2 separate regions of the Mus musculus genome follow, and region 1 is linked to region 2. The links are chromatin contacts, called in public HiChIP or PLAC-seq maps. All regions are on one chromosome and are shown on one strand. The core of a region is the stretch at or near the end of the contact, and the rest is flanking DNA. Distances in the headings are between cores, read along the strand shown.

Region 1 (2,700 bases), core at 129-2,628, 47 kb before region 2:
GGCTGCTCTTGTGGAGGAGTTCAGTTCCCAGCACCCACAAATCAGCTCACAACCATCTGAGACTCTAGTTAGAGGGTGTCTGAATCTTCTGACCTTGAAAGGCACCACACACACACGGTACACATATATACATTTAGGCAAGCACTCATACAGATAAAAGTTTAATAATAATTTTTTTAAATTAGAAAGAAAAATCACACACACACACACACACACACACACACACTGATTTATAGGGTAATTTTGGGGATTAGATAAAATGACATGAACATTTCCAGGCTTGTTCCTGGCATAAGTAAATAATGGCAGCTTGCAACATTGTAACCTCTTAATCATCATCACATTATCATCACCACCATCATCATCACCATCACTAGGACCATCACTGACACCATGATCAGCATCATCATCACTAGGACTATCCTCACCATCCCTATCATCACCACTGGCACCTTTATCACCATTACTACGATCATCACCATCATCATCTACACCACCATCATCACTGTTATTGTTATTATTACTATCTCCAACTATCATCACCAACACTCTCACTATCACCACCATAACAATCAACGTTACTTTTTAACCTATCAAAGCAAAAAGCAAAAGGAAAAAAATTAAAAGGATGAAACTCAAATAATTAGAAAAAAAACAAAACAAACCTGAAGATAGTTTTTTTTTCTGGCTCAGGGGTCAGCAAACTACATTTCTCCATGGATCAACTCCTGCCTACTTCCCTTCACTTTTGGAAATAAAGTTTTATTGGCTCACAGCCAATTACTTGTTTAGATAGAGCCTATAGCAGCATGATACAGTGTTGAGTGGAGGTGACAGGGCCTGCTACCTTTTATATATTCTCCCTCTGTCCTTTATTGAAAATAGCTTGTCACTGGCTGTTTTAGTCAATGGAATATTATGCAGCCCACTTAGAAGAAGGAAAAAAAAATGACTGTAAAAGTCACATGTTCACATGGGAAAGTATTTATAGTATAAAAAGTGGGATAAAGGGATTTTTCTCTTTGGAAAAATGATCTTTTTAAATGTCATTAAAATATCCCCACCGAGAAGGAAGAAGGCAGAGGCTGAGGAGCCTGGTTACCATGATGATTTTGAGGGCTGCCCCCAATTTCCCACTCACGGGCACCTTGGTCAGGGAAGGTGAAGGGACCACGGTTGGCTGTGCCTGGGTGGTTCCTCACTGGTCTCTATACCTTTACTCCAGTTCAAATAAAGGTGGCTCACAGAGGGGCTGAGGCAGCTTTGAGTCCCTGAGTAGGATTGGCAGGAAAGGCAGCCAGCCTGCACAGCCCACAAGCCAAACATCTGCTCCGACAAAAAACTTGGAAGTCCCTTGCCCACAAATATGTCCCTTCTGGGACGGGCCTCAGCTTGAGCTGCCAGTGGCTGTAAGTTTCCATCAGAGAGGCCCTCCTATGGAGGAGGGTGGAGTCGAAGGCCCATTGTACCTCCCTTTGCATTTTTGTGGGGAGATGGGGGAGAAAGAGTTGGCATCCCACTGAGTATCTTGGGATCTTATGAATGCACTCTCAAGGCTTCGGGAGCCTCCACACCCTCCTCTTCTTTGACTCTCAGTTGCCTGCTCTCAGATCACCTGTCCCGAGGAAGGGCCATGGAGAAGTGGGAACGCTGGGGGCACAGGGGAAGGATGTTTAGCCTTAGAGAGCCGAGAGTACATTTTATGCTCTGTTCTGGCATTCTGTCCCCTTTCTTGAGTTTCAAGTGTGGGATGGTGGAAAGGCGGAAATGCCTGGGCACAGTGACATGCCTGGGAACCCTGTATATTCAATTTCCAAGTGAACATCCACTGAGCTCTCCAAAAGCAAGGAAACCGCCTGTCAGCAGTCAGAGCATGTGTAGAACAGGCATCCACAAATCCTATCCAGGAGAGAAAAATGGGGGCTGGGGGCTTGAAGAGAGAGTGAGGAGCTTTGGTGGGGTATAGCACAGGTTTCTGGCTGTTCACAACTCCCTGGCCAGAGCCTTGAGATGCTCCTGAGACCCATGAGGAGAGACTTGGGCTGGGGTAGGGTGTGCTTCTGATCTTTCTAGAACACAGAGAAAAGGGCTTCAATCTCCAGCAGGCTGGGCTGTGAAGGATGTCAAGTGCCGTGGTTCACTCCAGATATACAGATCTCCATCCTTTCTAGGAACTGTTCTCAGGACTGCTCACACCACACTGCTAGCAACAACAAGACTTGAATCAGTCCACTGCTACTTAGCAAACTACTATGGTCGTGTCCCATATGGGCTCTTTATCTGGATAAATTGTTTGATGTCTTCAAGCTAACTCATGATCATCCCAAAGATTTAAAGATATTGAATTAGTCTTGGTGATTTGAAAAGCTAGTCTCTCCCTCCCTGCCTCCCTCCAGGAGTGACAGCAGATGAGTTGGTGCTTGGGAGTATTTATTTCTACCTTGGGATTTTCTTATGGAGAGGCCTTATTGAAGGATCCGTGGCTGAGGGTGTTTCTACCATGCTTTTTTTTTCTTTCACTATCAATGTGATGATTGTGATCTGTGATCTATTTTGAGGCTGGCGCAGACAGCCACGCCTCTTAGTTAGTTGCCCAAGCACACAGATGTACTTCTGATGATTTAGGCCAATGTGCCTTATTGGCAGGTCTACCTGACATAGTGGACTTTGAAAGCTAAGCCTGGCATCGGGATCTATGAA
Region 2 (2,700 bases), core at 116-2,615:
CACTTGATTCTGCAAATAGTCTGGTGAATGCATCAGGGAGATGCCCAGACTAAGTCTGATTGGATGCCATGTGCAGAAGGAATCACTAGGCTCAGGAGTGGGAGGGCAGGAGGTCTGGGGCTTCCCCTCTCCCACCTCCATTCTCCCTGAGCTCTACGGTCTCTTTTTCTCTCCTTTGCTTTTCTACCTCCCACCAAATGTCAGCAAAGGAGAACTTTGCCCTGCAAGATTGAATACTCTGAGAGAATAGCTTAATAATTACTGCTTGGGCATGTTAGCCTACATTATCAAGATTGCTGTTAAAAGTACTGGCTGTCTCTCCTCCTTACATTCTAGATAGGGAAAGAGCGGCTAAGGATTTGAGTTTATCGCTGTTGTACAGCTAAAATGTGCCAGACCAAGGGCCAGGGTTTGAACATCTCTGTCCCCTGCAAGCCACCTCTCTTTCACCCATGCCTCTTATTTCCCCATCTGGGAAGCCATTGCTGCTTTCCTGTCCCCTACGTCTTCTCATAGCCCAGTCTTCTGCTTTCAGTGTACCTCAGGTAAGCAGGCAGCCAGTTTAGAGCTGTAGGCACAGCTGCTGGCCCCGCCTGCAGCAATTTACCCGTGACCTTCTGGGCTCTGGGCCAGCCCTTCTTGAAAGGGAAACGTGCAGACTCTGGGGACAGAAATTAGTTCCCCTGAGCTAGAATGGCTGCTATTGCCAACTGCACCAAAAGAAACTATTCTGTGTGCTGGGGAAACCACACAACTCTGGGAGGCTAGCGAAGGGGGAGGGGCTGCATCACAGTCCCCCAACCTTCACTAAAGGCACATCAGGGGGTTGGAGGGTACAGGCAAGGGAAAGCCAAGACGTTTCCCATGACCACAAATAAGCGTCTATTCCCTCCCTCTAAATTTTAACTTTAGTTCACCTTTAATCAGCATCAATAAAGAACTACGGCACAGTGCAAATACTTTCTTAACAATGGCTTTAAGGGCAATTTGGAGAGGGGTCAACCTGTCACCTCAAATAAGTATTGTCACCTATTCTGTTTTCTGTGCTTTCTGTGGATTTGATGCAACCATTAAAGTGTCCCTAGGTACTCAGTGCGTCTGAGAGCAGTGGGATCTGAAGGATACAGGAATACAGAGGGGTCTCGCTCACCTTTTGCACTCCAGGGTTGAGGTCCTTAGCCACTTTTGCCATCCTGGCGGTGCAGAAACAGCACCTGGCTTCTCAGGCAGGGGCCAGAGGGAGCGCGCAGCCTGGACAGCGCTGCTGAATGGCCAAGTTCAGGTTCCTTTGCCTGTGTGCAGCCGGCGGCTCTGTGCTCAGAGCCGCGCCGCTGCCCGCTTTAATTGGAGAGCGGGACTCCCTCTAAAAAGTGACCAGCCAATGCGCGTGGACACCCACTCCAGGCCAGCCAATCAGAGCAAAAAGCTGCATCCCTCCCTTAGGGTGGCCTCTGCAGGGAGGCTGAGAACTTGGCTAAACTCTACCCTGACGTCAGCTTAGCCGGCTGCCCTGCCACCTCGGGCTCACAGCTGTCCCCTAGGCGGCAGGAATCCCTCCCCACGCCCTTCTCCTTTAAAGGGCAAGGAGCAGAGGGAGGGGCAGAGGAGACCCAGGCAGATCCATTCAGGTCAAAAGAGAGAGCAAATAGGAGAGCCAAGGTATTTTTAGAGAGCTGGGTCCAAAAATAAATGCTGAGCAGTGCTCTCTGCCCACCTCTTCCCCCTTGTCCCAGGGGGGTGCGCGGGGGCAGGTGGTCTCCAGAAGCCTCAACTGACCCTAACCTGGCTAAGGTCTCTAGTAACCAGAGAGAAAAGACTCTAGTACATTATCATTTGTTAAAAACAATAGCCACAAAAATTTTTTTAAAAATTTAAAATATCTTTTTTAAAAATAACTTTTAAACTTCTCAGAGGAAGAAAACAATATTCTTTCTCTCTCTCTCTCTCTCTCTCTCTCTCTCTCTCTCTGTGTGTGTGTGTGTGTGTGTGTGTGTGAGAGAGAGAGAGAGAGAGAGAGAGAGAGAGAGAGAGAGAGAGAGTGCATGTGTGTGGAGGTCAGAGAATAACTTGTGGACATCAATTCTCTCCTTCCACCAAGTGGGCTCCCAGCATCAAACTCTGGTCATCAGGCTTGGCAGCAGCAAATATCCATACCCAGGGAGCCGTTCCCATATTATAGCTTCAAAATTATTTTTATGGTTCCAACTGAGAAAACGAGGAGAGATAGTCAGGTGATCAAAGGTGTGCTCTTCGATAGGACTTGTTTAGTCTAAAACGGTGAGATCGGAACTGGCCCCAGGGGTTGGAGCACGAGACTGTAAAGGATAGACTGTGAAAATTAGTAATTAAGTCTTGCAAGTCTGGATGAGCAAAATCTATCTGTTTCTCACCCTTGGAATGAAGTATCCATGAAACATCTAACAATGGTTTCTGTAAGTTGGCCAGGCTGTTTGCTCCGGAGCTCACGTTGCTCTCGGAGACTGCTTTCCCGACTTCGACTCCCCTGCCACAAGAGAATACAGAACAGGTACCTTTTTATCCAGAACAATCCTGCTTCACCTGTCATGAGGTGAGGAGGCCTTTCTACAACCCACATGGGCAAAATCTCCTGCCAGAAACTGGGATTCCAGTGGGTGAAAGTGAAAGATTGCCTGCAGGAGATCCAATATAGATCTTAAAGTATATCCTTCAGTCTTCTAA

What was found. HiChIP or PLAC-seq counts read pairs in DNA pulled down with a chosen protein or histone mark.
Region 1: an H3K27ac HiChIP or PLAC-seq map of embryonic stem cells shows a contact between it and region 2, with 8 read pairs. The contact joins the enhancer-like site here to the promoter of Lmcd1 in region 2. A contact is called at or near these places in 5 of 39 promoter capture datasets (the 3T3-L1 cell line, epiblast stem cells and liver), 5 of 484 Hi-C or Micro-C datasets (the C2C12 cell line, the MC3T3-E1 cell line, nephron progenitors and 1 more), 5 of 115 datasets of contacts at active chromatin or transcription factors (astrocytes, cardiomyocytes, embryonic fibroblasts and 2 more) and 3 of 9 other capture datasets (adipose tissue, liver and pancreatic islet).

Annotation. Positions count from the first base shown.
Region 1 is chr6:112,319,614-112,322,313 of GRCm38.p6, reverse strand. The region is part of intron 4 of Lmcd1 (LIM and cysteine-rich domains 1); the gene reads right to left. Among named protein-coding and RNA genes, the nearest start is that of 5031434C07Rik, 31 kb to the right of the region's middle. Within about 2 kb of position 1,378, at least 23 of the 459 cell types and tissues checked have an H3K27ac peak or open chromatin away from gene starts, as enhancers often do. A contact at or near this core is called in embryonic fibroblasts, where this site is marked.
Region 2 is chr6:112,272,423-112,275,122 of GRCm38.p6, reverse strand. Lmcd1 (LIM and cysteine-rich domains 1) reads right to left here and starts at 1,365. Exons shown (of 6, transcript NM_144799.2): 1 at 1,151-1,365. The coding sequence starts at 1,192.